2 separate regions of the Mus musculus genome follow, and region 1 is linked to region 2. A link is a contact called in public promoter capture Hi-C data. All regions are on one chromosome and are shown on one strand. The core of a region is the stretch at or near the end of the contact, and the rest is flanking DNA. Distances in the headings are between cores, read along the strand shown. Region 1 holds the start of Sox3 (SRY (sex determining region Y)-box 3). Region 2 holds the start of Mcf2 (mcf.2 transforming sequence).

The links. Promoter capture Hi-C pulls out the DNA fragments that hold promoters and counts their contacts.
Region 1: a promoter capture Hi-C map of embryonic stem cells shows a contact between it and region 2. The contact joins the promoter of Sox3 here to the promoter of Mcf2 in region 2. A contact is called at or near these places in 5 of 39 promoter capture datasets (cranial neural crest, embryonic stem cells, hippocampal neurons and 1 more), 10 of 484 Hi-C or Micro-C datasets (all in embryonic stem cells) and 2 of 115 datasets of contacts at active chromatin or transcription factors (both in embryonic stem cells).

The regions. Positions count from the first base shown.
Region 1 is chrX:60,888,465-60,895,793 of GRCm38.p6, reverse strand. Sox3 (SRY (sex determining region Y)-box 3) reads left to right here and starts at 2,364. Exons shown (of 1, transcript NM_009237.2): 1 at 2,364-4,428. The coding sequence starts at 2,364. The coding sequence ends at 3,716. It overlaps Gm38438 (predicted gene, 38438), which reads right to left and starts at 2,141. Exons shown (of 3, transcript NR_155290.1): 1 at 2,042-2,141; 2 at 913-1,192.
Region 2 is chrX:60,176,434-60,183,281 of GRCm38.p6, reverse strand. It overlaps Mcf2 (mcf.2 transforming sequence), which reads left to right and starts at 4,193. Exons shown (of 28, transcript NM_001289731.1): 1 at 4,193-4,700. The coding sequence starts at 4,376.

The sequences.
Region 1 (7,329 bases), core at 1,115-3,614, 710 kb before region 2:
AGGTGTGATCAAATGACAAACAGCTAATCTGCTTCGGGGAGGAGCAGGGACCCAGACCCACATCCTCTGTCTTGGGAAATATGCAGCCCAGGCACTGTCACCACAACGGCTTACTTGGGTCCTAAAACTTGGAAAGAATCCTGACATCTGTCAGGCTACTGGACGCCAGGCTGCGAGTCGGTTGGGTAGTTTCCTAAACGGCTCTTCACTTAGCAACAGCCTCAGGGGCCTGGTGGAGGGGGGGGGGGCGACGAGAGAGGGCGTGAAGAGGGTGCTGGGAGGGCAAGGGCCAGCGCACATTGGTTTTTTTAGGGGACCATGGGTGTGCCTGAGAAAATCTTGAGTCTGTCAGCCAATTTACCAAGAAAACGAGTGCAGGTGGGGCCTGCTGAAACATTCCCTGTTCTGAAACATGTTTTCCAGCTCAGCCGTGCGTGTGCGTGCACACTTACTAACATAGATCCCCACACAGTCTCCAGAGACTTTAAACCCCCTACACCCACCTAATTTACTGATATCCTTGGCAGGAAACGGCTCAGACCAGGTAGAACACAAACTTAAAAGGAAGGAACCAGGACCACAAACTTTCTGGAACTGATGCCGGCTAGAAAGCAAGATTCGGGTGCCAACGGACCCTGTGGCCACAAATGGACAGAACTGGTCTGCGCCCTGCAAACGTTGGCGGCTTACTTTTTAATTAGTGCATGAGAGAAAGAGACAGAAGCCGGGAGTACAGGCATCCCAAATCACCTCATTTAGTATTATCGCTGAAAAGCTAGACGCCTGGAATTCTCTCTCTCTCTCTCTCTCTCTCTCTCTCTCTCTCTCTCTCTCTCTCTCTCTCTCTCTCACACACACACACACACACACACACACACACTTAGGGCATGTGCTTTTCTTTAGGTTTCCCACCTTTCCACCAAGCTAAAGGAGGAAGCGGGAATCCAGTACTGCGCGGACACCTTATTTCGGTTTCTGCCACATCTGCCCAGATGGCTTCCTATTCCCTCCAGCAGCCTCCGAGGGCTTCAAGAGTTTTCAAACGCCATGCCACTTGCTTGAGCTGGCAGCGGAGAATGTCCGGGTTCCCTCTCCGGGCAGCGGAGGTTTCTCTAGATGGTAGTCCTTGGCAGATAACCCAACAAAGTGCCTGAAGGTCCCACTCTGCTTCTCCAGCCTTCGGTCAGAAAGGCTGTAAAACAAGAAAGGAGAAGCAGAGTCTGTTAGCACAGCCCGCTTGGGGGGGGGGGGGAGCGCGGCTGCGTGCCGAGAGCCGCTCGCAGCGGTCGTAGCAGGTGCGCGGTCGGAGGAGGGGCGGTGCACCCGGAGCAAGGCCTAGGCTCAGCTCCGGCCACCCCCCCCCAAACTTTTCTTTTACTGCGAGAGGCTCCGTGTTGCCATGAAAACGGATTTTCCAAGGGGCCCGACCCTCCCCCTCAGGAGCATCGGACTGGAAAACCCGAAATGGCCAGACAGCAGAGACAAAAAGGGGCCTCTAAGCAGGGGCCCAGAGCGAAAAAGTGAAGGCTCGTTCGCCCTTTGCATCCTAAACCCGCTCCCCAGGAGCTACGTTCGAGCGCCTCCCCCGGGCACAGGCCGAGGCCACTCCCCACTCGCACTGGCAAACCCCCCATGGAGCCTCACAGCCAGGTGCGCTAGCAGTCCCGCTCCCCGGCCCCCGCCCCTCTCTCGGTCCTGCACGCAGTGGCCCTCGGGGTGGAGGGTTCAGGCAACCGGCTACCATCAATTCCAAGGAAGGCTTCTCAGTGGCTCAGCGTAGCGCACCTCCGTTATACACTCAACGTCCCAAGCATGCCTGGACTGCTAGAGGTCCCCAGTGTCCTTAGCGCTGGCAACAGCAGGGTTTGGAGGTCCTCCGTGCAGACGGCGGGCGGGGAGCTTTCCAGGTGGGCCATGGGATGGGGCGCTGGTCAGCCTAGTCGAGTCTGCAAAGTTGTTTCCGAACCCCGCGGGCGCTCCTCTGCCCCTCCTCCCCCCAGTCTCGCTTGCTCGCGCGCCCTCTTCCCCCCTCCTCCCTCACCTCCTCGGGTTTCTCGCTCTTTCAAACTTTTTGAGACCCTAATTGGTGGTCTCAGAGCGGGTCTCGTGGACTCCCGCCTCCTGAAAAAGCTCTCATCACGTCACTCGACCCAAGAGGGGTCTGGAGGGTGAACGAAAGGGCTCCCCGAACTTTTTTTTCCAAGCTGGGCCACAGGGGGCTCGGTGTTGATTGGCCAGGACTCATCACGGCGAGCCTGTCAATCACGAGGCCCACGGGTGGTGAGGGGGCGGACCGAGCCCCAACCCTCCCGGATCTGAGCAGGTATATAAGGGACCGGGCAGGCTTCCCGGGCAAGCTGCGAATGCGACCAGCTCGAGAGAACGCATCAGGTGAGAGAAGCCCGCGAGTTCCCGCCGACTTTGCGCGGAGCCCTTCGGCTAGCCTGCCCTTCCCGCCTGAGCTGCCGGCCCGCCGGCCCCTGAGCACCACTCCGACGGAGTCCCCCGGCCTTTTCACGGTGGCCGCTCCAGCCCCCGGAGCGCCGTCTCCTCCCGCCACGCTGGCGCACCTCCTTCCCGCCCCGGCGATGTACAGCCTGCTGGAGACTGAACTCAAGAACCCCGTGGGGCCGCCCACCCCAGCCGCGGGCACCGGCGTCCCCGCAGCTCCCGGCGCTGCAGGCAAGAGTGGCGCGAACCCAGCCGGCGGAGCGAACGCAGGCAACGGGGGCAGCGGGGGCGCGAACGGCGGCGGTGGTGGTGGTGGCGGCGGGGGCAGCGACCAGGACCGCGTCAAGCGACCCATGAACGCGTTCATGGTGTGGTCCCGCGGGCAGCGGCGCAAGATGGCCCTGGAGAACCCCAAGATGCACAACTCCGAGATCAGCAAGCGCTTGGGCGCCGACTGGAAACTGCTGACCGATGCGGAGAAGCGGCCGTTCATCGACGAGGCCAAGCGACTGCGTGCGGTGCACATGAAGGAGTACCCGGACTACAAGTACCGGCCCCGCCGCAAGACCAAGACGCTGCTCAAGAAGGACAAGTACTCGCTGCCCGGCGGCCTCCTGCCCCCGGGCGCCGCCGCAGCCGCCGCCGCTGCCGCCGCAGCCGCCGCCGCCAGCAGCCCGGTGGGCGTGGGCCAGCGCCTGGACACGTACACGCACGTGAACGGCTGGGCCAACGGCGCCTACTCGCTCGTGCAGGAGCAGCTGGGCTACGCGCAGCCCCCGAGCATGAGCAGCCCGCCGCCGCCACCCGCGCTGCCTCAGATGCACCGCTACGACATGGCCGGCCTGCAGTACAGCCCCATGATGCCACCCGGCGCCCAGAGCTACATGAACGCCGCCGCCGCCGCTGCCGCCGCCTCGGGCTACGGGGGCATGGCGCCCTCCGCCGCGGCCGCCGCCGCCGCCGCCTACGGGCAGCAGCCCGCCACCGCTGCCGCCGCGGCCGCCGCCGCCGCCGCCATGAGCCTGGGCCCCATGGGCTCCGTGGTGAAGTCGGAGCCCAGCTCTCCGCCGCCCGCCATCGCTTCGCACTCGCAGCGCGCGTGCCTCGGCGACCTGCGCGACATGATCAGCATGTACCTGCCACCTGGCGGGGACGCGGCCGACGCCGCTTCTCCGCTCCCAGGCGGCCGGCTGCACGGCGTGCACCAGCACTACCAGGGCGCCGGGACTGCGGTCAATGGAACGGTGCCGCTGACCCACATCTGAGCTCCGGCCCGCGCTCCCAGCTCTTCGCCCCCACCCCGCCCCACACCCCCCACGTTGGGACGCCTTGCTGTTTAGCTTTGCTCGCCTGGGACCGTTGCCTTGTACCGAAGATGAGGAGGACCGAAAGTTTGGCCGTAACTGTCGGGGTTTTGTACAAAAGCGAGAAGTCCCGAGCAGCGGAAATGGGACTTGCTAGAGCCGCTGGCTTCTGACCACTGCCCCTCCCTCCCCCTCTGGCTGGGAATCGCTGTGGTGTTTGCGGAGAAACCGCGGCCCCTTCCTCTTCCCGGATTCCTAGGTTCTTCTGTTGCAGTTGAAAATGTCTTGTTAGTTTGCTATTAATCGAGAACTGAGTGAGGTTGCCCGCCCCCAAGAACTGCAATGCCTCCACCCCCAGTCGTATTGCTTCTGTTTTCCTCTGGCTTTTTTTTGGGGGGGGGGTGCTGGCCGCGCCAATTGGCGCGACAGCTAAAGCCAATGTTAATTTATAGCCAGGTGTGCGTGTGTTTCCCGCCTTGCCGCCCCTGGCCGCGGGACAGCTCTGTCCAGTGCGCGTTTAGGCTGTTGAGTTTGTGATTTCTGCAGTGATCTATTTGCTATTTCGTGTACGCATTTCGTTCGGGTGGTGGGGAAGGGGTTATTTTGTTCCAGGTTTTTTCAAAGTTTTGTTCTTAATTGCTAAGTGAGAGATCAATAAATTTTATAACCAATATGCTGGAGTCCTGATAATTTTGCGGGTCCGAAATTTGAAGTGCGGGTTGGGAATGGGGATAGTCTTAGTTTTATAACTGAGTTTGCAGACCTGGGCGGGGGCGGGGGGGGGAGCATGATGTAAAATGATTTCCTTTAAGCTATTGGAGATCCAAGCTACAACCGCCCCCAATACTCTCAAGTGGGAACTAGTCTCAAGTGGAGAAAACCTCTGTCTTCTGGGAGCACCTACCCAGAGGCAGCCCACGCTACCTGAGCCGCACACCCCACGCGCAGTCTTGCACTTGTTGATTGCGGTGGTGAGTGCCCGGGATCGAGTGTCTGCTTCCGCAGCGATGCAGAGCGGGAGGCAGACACCTGCGGCTGCGGAAGACTTACCAAAAGCTGAGCACTTTTACCTCTGTGCACTGGGGCGGGAAGATACTCGCTGAGTTGAAATATTTACAAAACGAAAGCCCTTCGGAAATCTCAATGATCGTCTTTAAAATAAATGGTTACAGACGTCCCCCTTAAGGAAATGAGTATTTCCACCGCGGTAGCTAACGCGGGAGAGTGAGCGCTCAACACCGAAAGATTGGATTTTAAAAGTTAGATGGTAGATGGGTCAGAGTTGTACAACTCCTCCCAAGGCTTGCTTTGAACTTGTCAAAGCAGTTTACTTACTTGTTTTCTAGAAAGAGGCTCCCTCTCATGTCGAGCCTAGAGCTTGGTTTTTACTTCCCTTTTCCTACTTTACTCCATCCCATAACCACTGACCATTCCATGGTACCACCCCTAAGGGTCCTTCGAGTCGTATGGAGCCCCAGCGTAGCTGTTTGGAGCCTAGGAAGGAAACAAATAGAACCCGTGTTTTTAACCCCCTCCTCAGCTGTTTGAGGTGATTTCCTTAATCCCTTTAATCCTGTTACCTCGCTATCCCAGAATAACTAAACTCGGCTTTTCCAATAAGCTTGGCCTGGTGCACTGTTTTTATCCTCATCCACTCCTGACCACAGGTTTCTTTGCTTGAGGTCTGTTGGGACCATAGGCGACAGTCCTCTGTAAATTGGTCCGAATTCCACGTTTCCAGCCAGCTTCCTTTGTGTGGACCAGCCATTCACCTGCGGGTCTGGGCGGGCCCCAGGGGGAGGGGCGGGGGTTTCTGAGGCTTCGGGGGTCGTGCCCGCTTTTTACACATCACTGCAGATCCCGGAGACTAAAGCCACCCCGCCTCTCCAAGAAAGGTCGGGTCTCCCTGGGAAGAAGTTTGCACAGCCATCCCCACTCCCGACACACACCCATCCCCCACTGTCCAGCATGAGGTGGGAGGGGGCCAGGGTTGATTTACAGATGCAGTCCCATCGCCCTCTTCGCAGGGCTCTTCCTGGGCCTGCTGTGTTCAGACTGGGCCTCTTCCCTCCTCTCCTCATCCTAAAGCTATAGACCTCAAGCCCCTCTTGACCGATGGGAGCTTCCATCCTTTACTGCAGTGATTGGAGCAAAGCGGCAGGCTGCCTGGTAGGCGAGACTCTGCCCCCATCCGCCCCCCCCCCCCCGCCAAAGTCCCAGTAGGAAGCTTGTCATACCTACCACCATATTCCAATTTTTCGGTCTTTGGCCTTAAATAAAACATCTGCCTAAGGTTATTCTAGATTTTGCTCTGAAATGACTCCAGGAAAGGGTGGGGTACAAACAAGCAATGCCCCCCACTGAGGGGGCGGTGGAAGAGGGGGAATAAACTCTGACACTGCTTCTTTGGAAGAGCTCATTGTGCTGCTGCCTTCTTAGAAGTGCCAGGGTCACCCTTTCAGCATGTCGCACATACTGCACTCTCTCTCTCTAAATATCCATGGCTTTGTGCTCCACTTTGTCTGATTTCCAAATTGCCTTTAAGAGAAGATTTCATCAATCAGTACATTTGGAGGATTGAAATACAGATGAAAGATAATGTTTTTAAACTTCAGCAATAGGGAAGAGAACCAGACTGAAGTGGGATGAAGTTTCCGTTCTCTAACCCGGAGCGCTCACACCAGAATCTGTCCTCCTCTACACTGCTCTGTCTACCAGGGACTGCTCCTTAATCTGTTTTTATAGAGTTGCGTTTCTGATAAGGCTTAATTCAAAACAGCAACAAAATCAACACGTGCCCAGACTCCAATCCCTTCGGCCTTCTCTGGCAGGTTTTGTCACCAAAAGGGGAAATGACAGTGTTCAAGGTTGCCTAGCTAGTTCCAAATACAGCCTAGTGGAGAACCAGATTCTCAGGTCCCTGGGAAGGATTCATTTTGCTCTGCCTGCCACAAAAGGAAGACAGAAGCCAAGGAAAGCTTAGCCCCAGTTGCCTCTGCAGCCAAAATCCACCAAGACCTGTGGAGAAAAGAGGTAATTCTGGAGATAGTAGGCTCTGCTTGGGCCATGGCATGTACGAGGAAAACAGATCCTTACCGACACAAAAGACCAACGTCTTTTAGTTTCCCTGCCAGGACCACAGCTATTTTTAGTGGGAATTATCCTGCTAGAGATTTGCTTTCCTGTCCTGACACTACATCATTTTCCTTATTAATTCCCCTCCTAGACGTCCACATGGGTGATGCTGGGTATTCAAAGTGCAGGCAAAGAATGCTAAGCAACCTTGTCTGTCATAGCTGTTCTTAATACTAGTTATAACCGCCTCACATGTCCAGGAACCAGGAAAGAGTAAGTATGATTTTTTTTTTTAAAAAATGGCTGCTGTGTAATTATCACAAACATTTATGGAGTAATTTAAATAACACACTAAACCATCCGAATAGCAAGAGAACAATATGTCAGAACTCTTATTTAGCAAGTATGACCTTGACTATTTAAAAATAAGTATATATGACAGGAAACATGCAAAAAGGGCAGTAGTCTGAATACTGGCAAGTCTTCTTTATACTCTTTA
Region 2 (6,848 bases), core at 2,944-5,443:
TGTGTATGTACCTGTGTGTCTGTAATGTAAGAGAGAGAGACAGAGAGACAGACAAACAGACAGAGACAGAGACAGAGGGAGGAATGGGAAGAAGGAAAGACCCTTATGAGAGAGCATAGTACTCTTGAAATCAGAACAGGCTGGAGTAAGGGGGCAGGAGGAATTTTCTCAAGGATTTGCCTCAGTTAGGTAGGCCTAGCTGGTGAGCTGCAAGCTTAGGCAGAAAGGTTCTTAGAGACTTACCTCAGAACTTCCTCAGAGAAACTTCGATTTTGCTGTAAGGCCTTACAGCCCATTGAATGTGGCCACCCAGGCTTTCAAGGATTATCTCCTTTGCTTAAAGTCAACTGATTTGCAGATGTTAACCACAGTTCAGAATACTGCTCTGCTGCAGTCAGATTAAGTGTTTGAATAACTATGGCCTAGTTGGGGGGGGGGAGACCTGAGAAACTGAAAAGCGATTTGCTTGTCTGTTCATATTTAAAAATGAGGCTGGAACGGGCGATTAGAGAACCCCCAGAAGGGAGTTCTTGACTGCTGGCCTTTATTTTAGTGTTAGAAAGCTGCTGGGGGTGGGGTGGGGAATCCCATGATTGGAAGATAACAATAAATAGGAGAGTTTCACTTGCCTTCTCCTGGAGCTCTTCAATCACCCCACCCCCACCCCTGCCAAAGTTTCTGCTTTCTTGCTAGGGGAATGGACTGGAGGCCATCTGCAAAAAGTGTGGGTGCAGAAGCAAAATACTTCCTCTGTGTTAGTGAATATCATTGTGGTGAGGTGAATGTCTTCCTTCTGCCTTTCAACACTACCTAGCATGGCCCTGTCTTCTGGATGTCCAGGGATGTATAGGGTCACACCAGGTCCCTTCATTCCATGTGCCTTTTCCACCAAAGCTGTAGCCTCCCACAAAGGCCTTTATTCATTTGTTACTTTCCAACAATTATCTTTGTGACTTTATGCATTTATATAGTTTTAAAATTACATGTATATGTGTCCATCTGTGGATGAACTGAAGTCTTGGTGCCCATGAGGGCTGGAGCTAGAGTCATCTCTCCAACCCTGGGTTTATAAATTTAAAAAGAAGACAATGGAAATGAGATGTGTTCCTTTTGCTATTTTGCACCATCTAGGCTTAAGTTTGATACAGAAAAAAACTAAACACTGGAGGGGGGGCGGGGGAAGTGATGTCTTTCCTTGCACTCTAGAGAAGTACAATGACTGCTATTGAGGCAGACATGGAGCCCAATGCTGCAGGTGAGCACACAAGACCTCTGGCTCAGGCTTGCTCTCAATGCTGGTAGCTGTGGTAAAACTCTCATTTAGCTACAAGGTTATTTCAAGTCCTGCCAAATCAGAGTTCTATTAATACTAAGATACAGTTATCGTTTTCTGATATGACAGTGCACAGCTCCGGCTGGAGGAGGCTTGGATGAAGCTGTTCTGTCCGGACTGGATAGTCTTTAGATAGATAGGTTGAATGAAAAACAAGCTTCTGGGTTGAAGAAATTATCACAGGGAAGCTGCTAAGTAAGGAAATCTGAGCTTGGCAGGGTGGCTCACCCTTGTCAACCCAGCATTCAGAACACCGAGGCAAAAAAATTACTGCGAGTTTGAGGATAGACTGGTCTATATAAGGTATTTCAGAATATCTTGGGCTACAGCTGAAAGAGAGAGAGAGAGAGAGAGAGAGAGAGAGAGAGAGAGAGAGAGGAAGAAGAAGAAGGAGAGGGGAGGGGAGAGGAGAGGAGAGGAGGGGAGGGGAGGGGAGGGGAGGGGAGGGGAGGGGAGAGGGAGGATATATTATACTATTCCTGGGTATATATTCAAAGGACTGTACATTCTATTAGAGATGTTAGTTTCATCTCACAAAAATAAAGGGAAAAGTAGATATAGAGATAGATAGATAGATAGATAGATAGATAGATTAATAGATAGATAGATAGGATATATCTGGCTTGTCTTGAAGTCCCTATGTTGGGCAGGATGTCCTTGAACCTGCCTGCCTTTGCTTCCTTGGTGCTGGAATTAAAAGCATGCACCATGGTGCATAGATGTGTGTGTGTGTTTGTGCTATGATAAATATACTTTGTAATATGCACAATGCTAGCACGTTCTTTTATTGTCAAGTAACCTATATAACCAGTATGGTGACACTGTTTTGCTTTCATCGCACTGTTTAATGCATGCTAGTTTTGAGTTCTAATTCATCCTAAGAAGGAATTAGTTGAGCAGCATAGAAGGTCAGCAATCACCCTCGGATCCTCACGTCACTGTTTACACCTGACTCATTGTAGCTAATAATTGAAGGAGTCCAGAGTTATGATTTCAAATGATAGTCTAGAGTCACCTTTTCCTCAAGCAGTAAACACTTGATTTCGGATACATCATCACTGTGTGAACAATACAGTTCATGAAAGGACTGCTGACATTTATAGAAGACATTTGTTCCCTAAAACTATAGTGGCACCTGGCGTGGTGAAGCATGTCTTTAATCCCAGCACTCTGAAGGCAGAGGCAGGTGGATTTCTAAGTTGGAGGCCAACCTGGTCTACAAAGTGAGTTCCAGGATAGCCTGGGCTATACAGAGAAACCCTGTCTTGGGGGGGGGGGGGGCGGAGATATAGTGGCACTGGAAATGGACTTAAAGCATGTGACCAGGCAGAGGCAGGTGGATTTCTGAGTTCGAGGCCAGCCTGGTCTACAGAGTGAGTTCCAGGACAGCCAGGGCTACACAGAGAAACTCAGTCTCGAAAAACAAAAACAAACAAAACAAAACAACAAAAAAGCATGAGACCATCAGAACAGCCATTTCTTTTAAGGAACATCAGGGGGAAATTTTCACTATGTATGAAACAGTAGTTTCTACAGAAATAATAGGCTTTTTTTGTTTGTTTGTTTTTTTTTAATCTGAGACAAGGTTTCTCTGTGTAGCCCTGGCTGTCCTGGAACTCACTCTGTAGACCAGGCTGGCCTCAAACTCAGAAATCCACCTGTCTCTGCCTCCCAAGTGCTGGGATTAAAGGCGTGTGCCACCACTGCCCGGCTTCTATAGCTTTTCCTTTTTTTTTTCCAGATTATAATTTATTTACCAGATTTCTTTTTTCCCCCTTCCCTCCCTCCAGCCCCTCCCCCCTACCTCCCTGCTAGCCCTTCAAAGTCCTGCTGCTCTAGCTTTTGTTATGAGCAGCTAGCTTTCCCTTACTCTTCCAAAGCTTTCTTCTGGGGAGCTTTGGGCTTAGGAGAAGGGATTGGCTGGGACCTCCCATCCTTTCTCACTTGGTTCTTCAAGAGGATGTCTTGTCTTGCTGCCACCCCCCCCATTCCCCTGGTCAGTTTGTTGTTATTTTTCGTTTTAATTGCGTATGTGATGTTTTTGAGACAGGATCTTTTGTAAGTAGCCCAGACTGGCCTGGAATGGGCTATGTCGCTGGAGATAACCCTGATCCTTCAGAGTCCATCTCCTACCCAGAAGTGCACACTAGGAAAACACTCTACCAACTGATCTGTATGTTCAGATTCGACTTTGGTTATTATTTATTTTTGTGCATAACATATGTATTACAGTGCATGTAGAGGTCAGGGAACACTTATGTGGGATCAGTTCTCTTATTATACCATAACTTACACAGGGTTCCTTTAACCCAGGTTGATCCAGCAAGTGTTTTTTACCTCACAGTCTTCTCAGTAGCCCATTTCTATTTCCTCCTTTCCTTTTTAAAGCAAGTCAGGAAACTTGGGCGAGTGCAGGCTGGTGGGGGGCAGGGTGGGAGAAGGCACATTCAGGCTAGAGCTCCAGCCCTTTTGGACTAACCAGGGCTGCTTTTCTGGCATCAGCAAAGCTCTCCAACAGTGTTATCTGCAGGTGCCCACACTGTGTATCCTTACTCCACTCCTGCCCTGCCCTGAGAAGCAGGATGCAAAGGAAGAAAACTCTTGACTCCAGCTCCCACTGCCTAGAGTGAGAGGTCGGGCGGTCTCCTCCCTACACGTGCTCCAGCCTTCCCTACCCCTCCGCGGGCGTATCTGTGGGGGCTGTCCCCTCTGGTTCTCGGTGTCCCGCCCCTGATCCATCCTGTTGGAAACTAGGCGGGGACGTGGGTGTACATCCACTCCGAGCGGAGTTGCTCAACTCTCAGTAGCTGAGGTCAGAAGTGCTCTGCAGCCAGAGTCTTGAAATCTCTGCAAGTTTCTGGGCTCCCTGTCCTGGGGCTTGTTGGTCCCAGCTAGGGGGCTCTAGTCTTCTAAGCCACTGAGCTGCGTAGACTGCGACCCTTCTGGCCGCGTCTGTGCTTGCACAGACGGGCTGCTAGCGAGCCAGAGTCCGGCAGTGGCCAGTTGAGGTTGGGGTCACCAACTAGCGAGTCTGGCTTGAGGATGGCGGAAGCAGGGCCCCCTCCAGCAAGGTTCCCTCCAGCAAGGCTCCCTCCAGCAGGGTCCTCTCGGGCTGGGCTCCCTCCAACAGGGTCCCCTCCCGCTTCCACTCCGGCCCTGGCCTCGCAGTGGCTGGCGGTCAAGCGTTTGCCTAGGGCTGCCGCCAAGGCGCCCAATCTCCAGCTGAATCAGGACCACTGTTCTTTCGTGCCGTTCACGCAGGCGGTCCCGGTGCAGGTGGACATGGCCATGGCCCTGCATCGCGTTAGGATCGCGGAGAAGTACGGGAAGAACTACCTCTGCTTGCTGCAGGCAGTCTTCCTAGCAGGTGAGTACCACATCCCTGTGCACTCCCACTCAGTTGCCTGGAACACTGGGCTCTCTCCCCTCTTCCCGGCTCCCTCCTCAACCTGTTCGGGTAGGGGATGTCTGGTGCACTTTGTCTTCTCTGCTCTCTCTCTCTCAATCAACCTCTCTCTCTCTCTCTCTCTCTCTCTCTCTCTCTCTCTCTCTCTCTCTCTCTCTCTCTCCCTCCGTCTCTGTCTCACTCTCTCTTTCTCCCTCTCCTTTCCCTGCCCCCATTCACTCCATAATCCACCCCCCCTGCTGTGGCACTCCTAGTTTAGAGCCGCCCAGACTGTGGACCTCAGTTCCTCAGGCCAGCTGCCACTCTGAGGATGTGTGTGGCTCTCTGCTCAGCTCAAGCCCCGCAGGTGGACCCCCAGAAGCCCGCCATGCAAGGTGAGACTGTTCCAGGTCTCTTCCTCACTTCCCACCACCACCCACCTGGATGCCTCTTGGTGGAGTTGGGAATGTTAAGGGAGGAATCTTCCTACACCGCATTCTGTACCCTAGAGCGGAACCTTGCTGAGGAGGAGGATGCAGATGCACTTCCCTGTAACACTCCCTGTAGTTTTTAAAGCGAGGTTTATTTACTTGTGTGGGTGGTTGCTGTTTGTTTCACGTACGCGTGCTAGGGCCAAGTCAAAAAGGCGCTTGGATTCTGAAAGCCGCGGGCCTGAAGTTGGAGGAGGAGTTTGCAGGCAAACTGCGGTCAAGAATTTGGGTTTTCTCACTAGGACCGCCACTTCTTTCCAGCCTGGTCCTATGAGCTTCCTGTCTTCCTTCAGCTCTTACTACAAAGGCGAAAGGCTCTTTCTTACTTGCCTTGGAGGGACAAAACCAAAGCTAACAAATGTCTTAACTGCTGCCACTGTTTTGGTAAAAAGCTTAAGAGTAGTGAGAGGCGGCACTTGATGTATACATATTGAGCTAGTCGGAGTTGCTTGGCTTTGGACTCTTGGTGTACCGTGAAGCATGCAGAGGCTCCTAAAATTTAAAGTTCCTCTAATACCATTAGCAGTCCAGGAATATCCGCCAGGTGCTGCAGCTCTGGCCATGTCTTTTGTGCGTCTGTGGTGCTTGCTTACCCTGCGGTGTTCCTTGTAATGGGAATTTGGGAATTAAAAACTAGACATGGTGTAGTTTTTCTTTTCTCAAATCAGGTAGCCACAGTGTGTGTTCCAAATTCCTCTTCTTGTTTGAGGCTGTCCACGAATTGGAAGGAGGTCACGTCGATGACTTCGGTTAAACCACAGGAAACCCAGGGCTCTGTCTAAAGCTTGGTAACAAAGAACCCTTTGGTCTTGAGTATTTTGTTTGGAAGCGGTCAATGTTATTTTCTGTATGTAATAATAAATCATTAAGGGAAGTGTGGGAGTGGGGCACACACTTTTTCAGGGTTTCAGGGCAGTTTAAATGGATGTGGGAGGCAAAAAAAAAAAAAAAAAAAAAAAGGAAGCCTGTGCACAAGTCGTGTGCAGTGGGGGCTAAAGATCAACTTCGTAGAAAAAAAACACATAAAAAATGAAACAGTCTCACTTTGTAGCTCAGGACCAGCTCCAAATAATCCTCAGTGCTGAGAGGGCATAGGTACATCCTCATGTCTACCACCACTCATAACACATAGGCACTCACATGTACACACACACACACACACACACACACACACACACACACTTGTATGGATACGAGAGAATGAGGTGTTCTGGGGCCTGTGTGTTGGATGCTAGGCAAATGCTCTACCTCTAAGTTACAATCCTGGTGGGAAAATGCCACAAAAATGAAATACAAAGGGATGATTCTATTGCCAGGCATTTCTTTCTTTGTTCTCAGTTCATTTTCTTGATCCTTGGAAGTTTCTAACATGCTGCCACTGTGGCATGGCAATACATCCTAGCACTCTGTTGTGTTTTAGTGGAGGTGGGGGTGGGGAGAGGGATACAGTAGTGGGGTAGGGAGACTGGCAGCTATTTGTGTTCAGGTATTTTTCAGCAGTTACCACCATGTCCCTGCAAAGATAAGTATATCTGTGGCTGGGACACACCCTATAGGATATTATAACTTTATGTTGTTGTTGTTGTTGTTGTTGTTGTTGTTGAGGTGGGCATTTAAAAAACTTGCCTATGTTGCTTTT